2 separate regions of the Anser cygnoides genome follow, and region 2 is linked to region 1. The links are chromatin contacts, called in public Hi-C maps. All regions are on one chromosome and are shown on one strand. Each heading gives the region's core, a stretch centred on a gene start, on an enhancer-like site or on the middle of the called end of the contact. The rest is flanking DNA. Distances are from core to core; before and after follow the strand shown. Region 1 overlaps BICC1 (BicC family RNA binding protein 1). Region 2 holds the start of BICC1 (BicC family RNA binding protein 1).

Region 1 (6,606 bases), core at 1,904-4,403:
TATCCTTAAAGTGATTGATACGTAGCACCTTGCCTTCCGCTAAATTTTCTGACATGCTGCCCTGTACTGGTCAGTGTTTTCAGTGACCGTTAATTGATGGAATAGGATGCATTTATCAAGATGTGCAAATGGCATCAAGACAACAGAATACTATTGACATTCAAAGGCAGAGTACATACTTTGAAAATAAAAGTAGGAAGAGTTTAGAAAATATTCTTGTGTATATTTTAAAAAGTAATAATAAATGTTATGTAGGAATAGGAGAGGTCATTTGTTATCAGCATCTGCTTAGTACAGGATTAGAAGCAAACATTTCTGTCGTAGAAGAGATTTCTGTTGGATTTTACAGAGGAAAAGCTAAGAGATGTTTTTTTTGGCATAATTTTTGCTCCTTCCTCTTCTGCAATTTTAGTTCAACTTGAATCACAGTCAGCTCAAAATGAGTGCTTGGTAAGTTGTGTTTGAGTACTTAAATTTAGGTTCCTAAATGTGTATCTGAAAGTGGTGTCCTTTGCTGCTCTGCTCTCATCTGCTGGTAGGGAAAAGGAGTGAGCACTGAGCTGGGGCTGGAGAGAGCGTTCCTTGCAGGTGGGGATTCTCCATGATATTTTGGCATTTATTAGTTTCCTTCACATTTTATTTCGCATCCCCAGCAACGTATGGTTGCTACCTCAGTGTCACAACTAGTGTGCTGCCATTAACAGTGCCTCAATGCTTATAAACGAGCAGAGAATGTTCTGCTGTCCTGGCTGTGGGTGTCAGGGTACCCAAATTTGCTGTGTTAGTCCAACCAAGGCGGTTACGTGCAGCTGTCCAGCAGTGCCTCCCCTGGCCTTTTGTGGCCTTTGGAGGTGCAGAAAAGGTCAGGTGCAGAGCACAAGTTTGGAGATCTGTGCCTCACCTAAGGAAGGTGGGACTGCAGAGCTGAATGAATTAACTGGGACTTCTGGGAGATGCAGAATTTTGTGTTTTGTCACTGAGAAGTTTCATTTTGAAAAGGTTTTGAAGTTTCAAATCTTCTCTTCCTGCTATTGTATTGAGCTCATTCTCATTGCTTTCTGACCTTCTTCATTTTATTTTTTTAGCGGGAGGGTAGAAGTCTACCTGAATAGCAAGGTACATAAGAATGTAACTAATTAAAATATAGACATTATCTTGTGCTCAGCATTGGCATTCAGGAATTGCAACCCAACCAAGGCAGCTTGCTGGTGCTAGGTCATAGTTTAGAGCTTCTCTCAAGCAGCATCTTTGACTTGTAAGTCCTTTGCTTGCAGATGACTTTGACTCCTTCGCCTGGTGGTAGCAGTAAACAAAAACAATTTTGGCTGAATTTTGTTAGAGTAAAACAATTTGAAAGCAGCTTCTTGAATATGGCATAACTTCATTATTGGTTGAATTCTCAATGTTTACTCTTTGAATTTGACTATACTTGAGAGCTAGAATTTTGACTTTGACTTTTCTGCATTGAATGGAAAACTTGTCTTCTCCCACAAATATTTAGACAGCTAAACTGTAGGGACGATTTCCAGCTGTTTTATGTTGTTTGTCCACAGCTGTTGCTCTGTGTTTTCCTAGCTTGAATTGACTGGACAGATTTGTAGGGGATGCTAGAAAGGGGTTTTAATTTTTTTTCCTGCTGTAGACAAACAATTAGTGGAAAACTAATGCTGGAAGGTTTTTACTTTAAATGGGGAATGCAGAAGGTGGAGAAAAAAAAAGACTGAGTTTCTCAAGATCTCAGATGAAACAGCTGCTGCCCCCACCTGTTCTCTACCTGAAGGCCCAAATTTCTTATAGTTCACTATTTTCTACTCAGAATTTGCCAGGAGTGACAGTATCTGTGTATTTTGTCATCTGAAACGTGCATGCATGCACACAAAATATCCGCTCCCTCTTCCTTGGGGATTGCTGTCATCAGGCTGAGAGAAGAAGCTAGATAAGTTCTGCTCTTTTCTGTCTTTATGATGTTTGGCTTGTGAGTACATTGAGGGAAAGGATCTTAGTAGTTTCAATAGCTCTCCAAGTACTCACCTTACATACTCACTGCCTGCCAAGCTTCCTAAATTAACCGATAGGCTACCTGCTGAACAGCAGTTTAACTATGGTTCCTCTTAACACAGCTTTGTAAATGGGTAAATATTTTCCTGAATGTGTTGCTAAGGCTATCAGTACATAATTGACTTAAAGATTTAAAGCAAGTCTCTTGCTGACACTGTGTTTATTGTTTGGAATGCCAGATTAATTACAGCATGTATTGCAGGCTCTGTGTTATGAGCTGCATCTGCTTTTTGTTAACTTTCTCCATAAATGAGAAACTGTCAGTGCAAACTGTTTCTCATATTTTGAAGAAAAATCCTCAAACCCTGTAATTGTGTACTTTAAAAATTAAAGAGCAGTTGTGTTTAGATCACAAGTTCGTTTATTTCTTTTGTTTCTGGAGGAGCTGACCCAGGCATAAATGACTCCTCCCTGTTTTGCAATAAATAAATGAACAGAAGAGACTGTCCCAGGCCAGGCGAAACATGGCCACGGGAGTTCATGTCAGTTCTCTTCGATCAGAGCAGTTTGACACTCACAAATCCACAGCATCCCCTGAGCCAGCAGCTGGCAGCACATAGTTCATTTACTGGAGCTATTTATGCAAGCCTCCAGCTTGCTGCCACTTCAGAAAGCAGACAGATCGATTAATGCTCCCCCCTTTGTGTGCAGTGTAGGTGACAACTGAGAAACCTTTTAAAGAAAATCACATTTGCTGGAGTCTTTTATCTTGTTTGTGGTGAAATTGTTGGGTTTCCGTGCTCACTGCTTATCCTCTATCTAGTACTGCTTCTACACAAAAATGTGAGATGAACTAGCATTATTGGCTCAGAGAAACATACAGTACTTTCTGGTCACATTTATAAATGATCTACGAAAACAAACTCTAAGCAGTGAGCAAGGCAACAGGTGGGAATGTTTGTTTCCTTTTTTTTAAAAAAGGAAGCCCAAGAACTTTAGGTAATTCTACAGAGAAGTTATTTGAACTGTGGTCATTTCTGTAAGAAGAGTAGGAACAAAGTTTTAGGCTTTTCTGTTTTTGCTCAGGGCTTGCTGTGTGTTGTGGTGCAGAACAGCAACTTGCTTATACTTGGGCAGATAAGGCAGAGCCAAAATACAAGCACAGTTGTGTTGTGAAGGGAATTATCAAGGGCCTCAATGTCCAGTAAGGGCGCTTGGCAGTAACTGTGGTAAAACTAAAAATTTCAAGCCCTGGAATGTGGTAATACGAACTCATATTATTGTAATTAAATTACTCGGGGATACAAAATTGTCACAATCTTTCAGCTGAAATTGGCATTAGCTTATGTGTTGTTCTTGGATTTATTTTTTTTAGGACTTTCTTGCCCTTAGCAGGTACCTGGCAAAGTGCTCTATACTGTGTGTACTTGTAAACCAGAGTCTGACTGGTCTTCTCTGTGGCCCCATCGTTCTATTTGAACTCAGATTTGGGGCACGCAGAGATAAGAGTGAATTTGCTGAATTTGACATTGCATAGGTGCAGGAGATAAATTTATCAGAGGTGAGTTTTATAATTGGGCTAATGCTGGAGACAGGTGGACAGAAGAGATGCAGAGCAAGTTCATTGGAACAGCTCAGGTCTGGTTGGCTGATTTAAAAGCTAAGACTTGACATCTGCCTCAGGTAATTTTTTTTTTTAAGCAAAGCCTGGAAAAATTACCCTCAGAGAAACAGCATAAGCAGTGTGTTGTTTACTTGCTATGAACTCCTTGTTAAACAGAAGAAATTTCAGGGAGGTCATTGGTCTTCAGAATATGAAGGTTCACTTCCCATATCAGGGGTACCCTGCCTGTCATTTTGCAGAAAATTTAGTATCTATAAATAAGAATTACTTTCTAATGCAAGATTTTCAACTGTTACAGTGCCACACAAATATTACTGTGCTAAAAACAAAGAAATGGCAGATAATTATGAGATGAGAATGTGTAATTTGCCATTTATGTTAAAAATTCTCTGTATAAAAGCATCCTGAAGCTTTCAAAAGTCAGAAATAATTGCCACTAAATTACTTTTCTTTCCTGATAAGACCCATCATAGGTGGCTTTAGGGGAAGCAGTGTTTCCACCTTCCTTCTGTCTAATTTAATCTTTTTTTCTTTGTGGAGATTAGAGCCTGCATAGCAGTAATTCGTGGAAGAACGTCTCCAGCTATTATATTATCACGTTGGCTTTAAAATAAAAGCACCCAGTGATTTTAAAATACATATTTTAAAAAGTCATAACTATTTTTGAGTCAAATTTTATATGCTATAACATTACCATAATTTTAAAATACATATTGATATTACATTTCAAATTTCAAACTCAATATTTAAAAATGTAATATGTAGCAATAACTTAACTTTGCGCATTGGAAATAAAATGATTGCCACCTTACAATTTTGTAAAAGGATTAAGGAGGTTTTTCTTCCTTAGCATATAGATAGATTGTAAGCAATGTAATTTGTATCTGATAGGTGAGTAGATGAAATTTGGGCACCGAACGTGTTCTGTTTGAACTTGAGTTTGTTTTTATGAATCTACTAAAATGTCAAGTCAGTATTAGACAGTGGACTGTTAGACTGGAGCTTTGGGTTGTCAGGGATATAAGAACCCCCCTGCACTGTGCTGCTGCTATTCTGCATTGTGCATGCTCTGTGCATCGATGCAGTGTAGGCAGGTGATATTAATACAACACACACTAGGGTTTATGAGCAATAAACTGCTGACATTTTTTTAAAAACAGTCACTTTTCTCCCCTATAATAAAATTTACTTAAATACTGTCTCCAGCATTAGCTCATCAGGACACGTCTCTATTCTCCTGCACTCACAGAGGCTGTTTGCTGACCCCACTGGAGTGCCCTGCTCCTCTGTGGGATGCTGCATCTTGTCACTGTACTTCAGGTTGCTACTGGGCAGCTGGTGGAGTGCTCCGCGTCATGCGTTTATCTGTGTTTGGGTTGGGGTGAGAGGTTGGGGTACTCTTTGAAAGGCCAGCACGCTCATAATGCATGACCTGACTGCCTTGCTGCAGCTTGAAATATGAATCATTTCCATGTACTTCTTGTAGCTGCTGCTACCTAGCTCTCAAGAAAATTGTTCAAATGTTTTTTTTGTGTTGGACTTGGCATTGCTCTCATTAAGGAGAGGGTGGGAAGATCCTTACAATGTTCTGCAGAAACGCAGATGAAAAGAACTTTTAAATAACTTAAACCTGGAAAGGGAGACTTGTGCTTTTTGCACTGTCGAAATATCATACTAACAGAAGTGATAGAGTATTTGTAATAGTAACCAAAAATAGTACCTTTAACTATCTTTGGCTTTAGTCACTAAGTGCCCCATGCAGTGTCAAGAACCAGCTCATTCCATCTTTCTGATACACTTTTATTTTATGTGGATTCTCAAAGGAGAGTTCTGTTTGTCCTGTTCACGCAGGTGTAACCAGTGCAGTATTCTTTGCTGGAAGGCTGGCTGCATCCTCCTGTTCCAACCACAAAATTAATGCTAATGCTGTATCCCAACAGTTGTGTAAGACAGAAATTGCATACTGGAATGCAGTCAGCTAGAGCATAAGGCATTAAAAGGAGCAGCATTAACCAGCAGGCATAAAGATGCAAAGTAAACGTAGTTGGATTTGGATGTGGGAGAATTTGCAAAGCAGGTTGAGTCTGAGGCTAGCATTTAGGCTGACAAGTCAGGTGTTACAATGTTTTTCCCTTTTTATTTAGCAAAGCATGGCCAGGATTACTGTTTTTTGCAAGTATGTGTGTATAAAATCTAAAATGATTTCCAGGCTTATACATCAGAATTATTACCTTGAATTTGACCATATGTGCAGTGGAAATATAATGGTGGTGTCTTTCATAGTATTAAATTTAAGAGATGACTTAAATTCCTAATTTTTTTCCTCCCTTTATTTCTTATTTTCTTTCCCAAGCATTGTGGGTCTGCATTTGTGCTTTGAGATACAATGGCAACAGACATTTAAGTAATGAGCCATGACTTCATTGGTTCCATGCTGAAAAAATAAGGCATAACAGACTTGTGTCCTGCTGAGAGACTGCCTTGCTTGGGCTGGCTTTTTAGGGGAAAGGCTGAAGAACAACTAACTGTCCAAGAAGTAGCAGTATTGATGGCCTGGGCTGAATGCATTTACAAAATGTCCCTAAAAATGATGTTTAGAAAAAGTAAAATAAGGAATTTAATGGTAAGAAAAGTGCTCGGAGATGAAAATTGTGTGTCTGAAATGGAACTCTCCAGGTGACTACAATTAATTCATTCTCATTTCTTCTTTTCAGGTCTTCTTCTCCACCTTGGCCTTCCCCTTCTCCCTTCAAATCCAGTCACTTTTCTGTTTAATTTGTCATATGTTCTGTTACCTGTCCCTTGTCTTGCCTCTTTGCTTGTGCTTTAAGAGAAGTCTTTTCAACTTCATTTCCTCTGTCACTGGATCCGAATCCAGTCATCAATAGGTTTTCTCCAAAAATAATAAATTGTACAGGTAATCTTTTTTAAGCTTATCTGATATTTCTGGCTGATTGTCACTTAATTCTAGGTTTTCTGAACTT
Region 2 (6,606 bases), core at 2,856-5,355, 64 kb before region 1:
CAACAATGTCATGCTGCAGAGACAGGATAAACATGATGCAGAGATGGGTAAGCAGGCATGAGACACATGATAAGATCATGCAGTTATGTTCAGCACCAGTGAGGCCTCAGCTGGTACACTCTCTCCAGTTTTGTGCTTTGTATTTCAAGAAGTCTGTAGACTACTGTGGAAAGAGCTTGTTGGAGAACAACAATAAAAAACACCTCTGAGAATGGGCTGAGACTTAGGAGTGACTAGCTAACAGAAGAGAACACCGAAGGCATGATCAATGCTTGATAAAAGTCTTCACAAGCACCGAAGGCTGCTACAGAGAACAAATAATCCATTCACCATGTCTGTTGTGGACAGGAAAAGAATTAACAGCTTTAAATAGCAGCAAGAAAAATTCAAGTTACTTATTATGGGGAAAATACTTCTTGATGGTAAACGAAGATAGGAATTTCCTAGAGAGGTCACGGAGACCTCTTAACAATTAGAAATTGTTAAGGAATGGATATACCTATATCTGTCAGGAATGAAGTAAGTGTAATTAGGAGATGGACTAGATGACCTTTTCGAGATTTCTTTCAATCTCTTTTTTATAGTTCCACGATTAAGTATAATTAGAAAGATATTTCAGAATCTCTCTACTCTTATTGTTAGTAAAAGAATTTATCTCGGGAATTTGTAGAGGTAGAAAAGTTTTTATAATGGCTGTGGAGGACCTTTTATTTGTTTTCTGGTGTGCCTTAAGTATACAGTATGTTAGTGCAGAGTAGGTTGCATTATATTATTCTGAGAAATTAAAGTTAATGGGCCCAGCTTGGGGAATATGGTACAATATAATGAAAAGTCAAATCTTACGGGCTGTTACTTCTGCAAAGGAGACCAATGCTATAAATAAAGCATTTCAAAATGCCACCAGAATTAATTTTCACCAGTAATAAACCTCTCCTAAATTACTGAAACCAAAGTGAGCATTCTTCCCAGCAAAGCACTTCTAGATACCACAGATCACTTATATATTGTGTATGCCTCCTTTTCTTTCCCCACCTTCACTTCATAGCTTTGTGAGCCAGTCTTTTCTTGCATGGCTCCCACCTCAGAAAAATACAGATAATGGCACTTTGTTTCACAGTTATGTCGTGAAGTAAGTAAATAAATTCAAGATTGTGAGGTCTGGAATACAGACCATGCTGTATTGATGATAAATGTTTCATACCACTCTTCCATTTATAGGTAACCTCTGCATCTTGGGCAGTGCAGAGTACAGAGACAACCAGCTGTCAGCTTCATGCTTTGGCAGCAGCCTTAGGGCAGACCTGTGGACATCTAATGGTGCTTTCTGCTTGAAGACTGTCACTTCTCTTCCTTCTCCATAGGAGAGGTCCTATACAGCTCTAAATTTGGGGGTTCCATGCAGTCCCAAACAGATGTGATTGATTAGAATAAATAAACTGGTTCATGAATCTCCTTTAAACTCTCAGAAGCTATTCCATACAGATGGATACTATACAAGAGACTTTACGTATCATCTGAGTGTGAGAAAAAAACACTTTTCTATTCAGTTAGGCTTTTTCTGAGTTTTGTAAATATTGTATGTGTGTGAGGTGAGGAAAAGAGAACAGGATGAAAAAAGAGGGAGAGAACGTAGCAAAATAGACCTGGTATGCCAAAATGAGAAAGATCCTGTTATTCTTTTCTTTGATCAAGCCACTGGCCACAGAAAAATGGCCAAAAGAAGTTACATATGCCAAAGTCAACTCCAGCTTATGTTCTTTATAGCCATTTGATCTTTTATCTGCCAACTTCCTCCCATTTTCCCCAATTGTGTCCACATTTAATATTATTTTAGCCATTAAAATGTGGTTTCTACTTAGTTTAAGACTTCTGTGCAACAAACGTTTTATTCTTCCACTGCAATATAGTAGAGAAATGAAATGCCATTTATGCAATACAAATGATACTCTATTGAACATATACTACCAATAAAAACTCCTAATCACTAAAAGTGTTTCTTTTTTGGCCATTTATATAGATTTAGATAGGCTTAATTTCATTTTTGGTCTAAAACCGCACCATGAAAGGGTTATTTCTAATTAATAAAAACTGAACTGTGTACATCATTATTTTTAAAGAGATCTTTGATTTATTATATTGTTTACATGGTTGCTGAAAAAATACTGCTGAGTTTGACCATAGCTAATTTAGGAGAAAAAAGTTTCTGTGGCTGTATTGTAGGAACTGATAAAATGCAAGGAAAGGGACCTCCTACACTGAGAATCTGACTGTAAATCTAACTAGTTTATGAGTAGAAAATACCCAAATAATTGTTCTGCTCGGAGGTGCTAAGCACCTGTAGCAGCTGTGGACTGTAATTGGCCTTGTCGACACTCATAACTTCTGAACATTTGGATTGTATAACTCACACATCCTGGCATTCTAGAAAACGGACAAGTCCAGGTGGTGCTGATCTGGGGGCAAAGCAGCAGAACTCTCTGGATATCAACCTGGTTTGATAAGCACCATCTTCACTTTCCCATCTGGAAAAAAAAAAAAAAAAAAAAAGAGGTGGGGCGGATTTATAACTAAACTTCTGAACTGGGAAGAAAAGTACTGTTCTACTTTCAGTCTTCCCTCAGACTGCCTACCACACCGAAATTATCATTGTACTACAAGCAAACTATTATGAAGAGAAATGGAGATCACATTATTTTAAAGACCTATATTAATGTTTTGTGTTATTGTTGTTGGCTTTGGCTGTTTTAATTCCCATGGTCATGAGAAGTACCAGAGGATCGTGTGAGAAGTATGCTGCCTGCAAGCCACTGGCTAGGATTCACAGACGCTGTGAGACCACCAAGAGAATTAAATGCTACAGCTGAATACTATGTGTTTCCAGTAAGACTGCTTCCCCATGTGCATGTAGCATTCAGTAAAAATGAAACCATAGGTGGTGTAGAAATCACAATCATGGTGTTAAGTGGGAAATATGCAAATGACTCAGGGAGTCAAAATGCAAACCTCTGTAAAAATAACCGCATCTTACAACAAGATGTAGAGTGGCTCCCATCTACCTGGAGCATCAGCACAGCTCCTGATGACTTTTAATATCGTCCTTCAGGCTGACGTTAACTGTGAGGTGAGTAACCATCACCTGAGTCCGCTGTAATTTTTCTACTGCTTTCTGGCACGCGTTCAGTAGCGCACTTTGGCCACCAGGAGCCATTTGGCATCACAGCCAGTGCCAGGTCTTCTGTGGATTCTTCCTTTACACCGATACGCGGTTTGGGGCTTAAACTGTTTGTTAAGTGATGCGAACTACGCTGTGGTAAAAACTAACACTTCATACAGAATCAATTGTCCACCATTAGGCCAGCCCCGGGACTCTAGCGTGTAGTTTAACGCAATTATGCCCCAAGGTCAGGGATTTGTAACATTTTTTTTACTTAGAGGATACCATAATGTGAGGTAATTTCTCTGTCTGAGCCTCAGTACCGAAAAGCCACGAAGGTGAAAGCCGTCATCATGTGGAGATGTGTCAGCTTCGCAGGACGGATGCCATTTCCAATACACGCTGACCAACACACGCCGATTCAAACGAAACAAAGGTGTGTTTGTGTCTGCTGCACACACAGACGTGTTGGCTTTGTGTGTGCGTGTTTGGGGGGGGAAGTTAATCAGGGCTAATTTTCAGGATCGCGACCCCGGAGCGCCCTTTCCTTCACCCAGCACCCTGAGGGCGGGCAGCGCGGCCCCTCCGCCCAGGGGCCGCTCACCTCACGGCGGGGCCTGCCCGGGCGAGGGGCGGCCTCGGGGCGGGCAGGGCGGCGGCGGATCTCCCGGAGCCCCTCACACACGGACCGGGCCTGCCACGGGGACCGCCACAAGCCCCGACCCCGCCGGGCTGCCGCCGCCATCGCCTGCGCGGCGCTCGGGGGCGGCATCTCCCCACCCCTCCCTCCCCTCCGCCCCCTCCTCCCGGGCCGCGGACGGGGATATCCCCGGCCCCTCCCCGGCGGGCCGGCGGCGGCCCCATGGAGGCGGGGATGCTGTGCGGGCTGCGGGCGGGCTGGGGGCGCCGCCGAGCCGCGGACGCCGCCGGCCCGGGGCCGCGCACACTCGGCGGGGAGCCGGAGGCAGAGGCGGGCGCGGGCGGCGGCGCCGGGGCCGGGACTCTGGCAGGCGGCGGCGGCTGGGATGAGGCGGGGGGGCGGCTGTGGGGGCAGATAGCGTCCCGCGGGGAGGCGGCCGAGTGGGGCTCGGAGCGGCGGCGGGGGCCGCCCGGCAGCGCCATGGCGGCTCAGTGCGACCCGCTGAGCGGGTACCTGCAGCAGCCGCTCTCCGACCCGGGCTCCAACAGCGAGCGCAGCACCGACTCGCCCGTGCCCGGCTCCGAGGAGGACTCGGCCGGCCCGCCGCGGCCCCTGCACAGCCCGGAGTGGGGCGAGGAGCGATTCCGGGTGGACAGGAAGAAACTGGAGGCCATGCTCCAAGGTGAGGGCGGGGAGAGGCGCCGGGGGGCGCGGGGTGGCCGCGGGGCCGGTCGGCGGGCTGCCCCCGGAGCCGAGCGGAGCCGGGCGCCCGGTGCTGCCCCGTCCCGGCCGGGCGGGCAGAGCAGGACCCTGCGGGGCCGAGGGCGGTGGGCAGGAGGTGCCGGCTCCGTCGGGGTGCCTCGGGCTCTCCGCTTTCTAGGAACGGCCCGAGGAGGCCGCCGTGCCGGGGGAGCATCCCCTGGACGCGGGGCCGGCGGCACTCGGGTTTCCAGCGCGTTTGACTTTTATTTTCGTCCCTCCTCGAGGCTACGTGCTTTGTCGCAGTAACTTCTGAAGGGTCTGCCCCTGGGTGGAAGCTGCATGGGCGGCTTTGGACGAATGGTTTGGGGATGGCGCTGAGCGGTTCAGCTTTTGGACGGAAGGCGCCGTGGCGGTGGCTGAGGGAGGGCAGGGGCGAGCTGTGGTACCTCGGTGCTGCGGGGGGGTGAGCTGCGGGAAGTGTCAAAACAGAACCAAACCCTGAGAAATATTTCGCTGTTTCTGACGTGGAAGGGGCTTCGTTGGGCGGCTGGGAGCTGTGAGTGCCTGGCTCTGCCCTGCCAGGGGAGGGAAGGGTGCCGGGGCTCCCCGAGGAGCAGCGGGCGAGTTGGCTCGGCCACCGAAAGCCTGAGCTCTGGCTCGGTGACCGCGGCCTCTGGAATTTTTTAAAATGAGATTCTGTCCCCTGGGGGTGGGTTAATCTGTAATCAGCTAATACTGTGGAACTGGTAGAGAAACCTCATTATGTAATGCAAGTAAAGAGTAAGGACTTCTGAGAAAAGCCTGTCCTAAGCAGAAACCGCTTATAAAGATGCGCTCATCAGGAGCCTCTCAGACTTAAGAGGCACATGGATATTGAGAAGAAAAAGTATTAGCGTGTATGAAGAGGCAGGGAAAAGGGTCAAAAGTTACAAAGTGCCGCAAGAAGACCAACGGTTGCTTTAACATTTTCCTCTACTAGTGAAATAAATTTCCATTTTCTCATCCCGCACACAGTCTGTCTTTCTGCTGCCTGAGGTAGTGAGCGTGTGAGGGTAAACAGAGCTCCTGAGCAGAACCCAAGGCCTGTGTAGGTTGGGGCATCCAGCAGGAGCCAGTGGCAAATGAGGCACTCCTTGCTTGCTCCTGTTTTTGTTTTTTTTTCATCTCCTCATAAGAGGTGAGTAAGAAGCCTGACAGCACACTGAGTAAGTGCGGGCAGAATGCTGCGTGTTTGGGGGAGATGCTCTGTGTCCATCGCAGACATACATGCTTCAGAAGGTGGTTTGAGGGATTTTTGCATCTGTTTGCTTGTTTCTTGTGTGTGAAGAAAAGCACATGTTGAATGCAGCATCATCTGATTTATTAATTTAGAGTGAAAACCTAAACTTTCTGGCTTATGGGTAATGCAAAAAACAGATTTATTAGGAAATATAAAAGAGGCAAACAATAGTTCGTTCTATCAGAAAACGCCAAACTGTTTGTTAAACATTTGCTTTCAGTCTTCCTCTCATTACTATACAAATTTTTTACCTTATGTCTTGACTTCGTTCCAAGGGAGGTTTTACTTCTCCTTTTTTTGTAGAGGAATAAATGAAGTACTGAGCAATGTTGCCAGTCACACGGGATGTTGTGAAGCCAGGTCTGTAAATGGTACCCAGAAGTTGCAGGTCAGTCACGTTACTGATTACAAGCCACAGTTGATTTTTTTTGAGCTTTTTTTTTTTGTGGCCATCTTTTGGAAGCATAGACTTTGACTCACCCCTTGGAGGAAAGGAATGGTGGAAGAGAATCTGTATGCTATCTTCAAAAATTCAGGAACTCTTATTGGAGAACTCATAGGGTCATGTTTCCTATTGTTTCTAATTCTGTATTTTTCACTGGAAGGTCTTAATGTGAAGAAATGACACTGCAGAAGGGAGTCATCTTTGTAGTCTTAAGTGGCGATGGCCAGATTTTTGATTTCCAACAATTAACCAATTTTTTGCCTTTTTTTTTTAATCTGAGCTGGTGTAAATACAGTTTCTTGCTCATATTGGATCTACTCTTTTGGTTTGACCAGCTCTTAGAGAGCAGGTTTATGCTCATGAAAGTTACTTTTTAAATTATTTTA

The links. A called contact is a pair of places that touch in the nucleus more often than the background predicts.
Region 2: a Hi-C map of granulosa cells shows a contact between it and region 1, with 2.0 times the contacts expected there. The contact joins the promoter of BICC1 here to the enhancer-like site in region 1. A contact is called at or near these places in 2 of 7 Hi-C or Micro-C datasets (granulosa cells and liver).

What each region holds. Positions count from the first base shown.
Region 1 is chr7:29,050,443-29,057,048 of Taihu_goose_T2T_genome, reverse strand. All of the region lies in intron 3 of BICC1 (BicC family RNA binding protein 1), which reads left to right. The region is part of intron 2 of LOC106031671 (a long non-coding RNA gene); the gene reads right to left. Among named protein-coding and RNA genes, the nearest start is that of PHYHIPL, 44 kb to the right of the region's middle. Within about 2 kb of position 3,153, at least 1 of the 3 cell types and tissues checked has open chromatin away from gene starts, as enhancers often do.
Region 2 is chr7:29,115,609-29,122,214 of Taihu_goose_T2T_genome, reverse strand. It overlaps BICC1 (BicC family RNA binding protein 1), which reads left to right and starts at 4,105. Exons shown (of 21, transcript XM_048069364.2): 1 at 4,105-4,476. The coding sequence starts at 4,275. LOC136791239 (a long non-coding RNA gene) reads right to left here and starts at 4,002. Exons shown (of 3, transcript XR_010832801.1): 1 at 3,478-4,002; 2 at 2,409-2,522.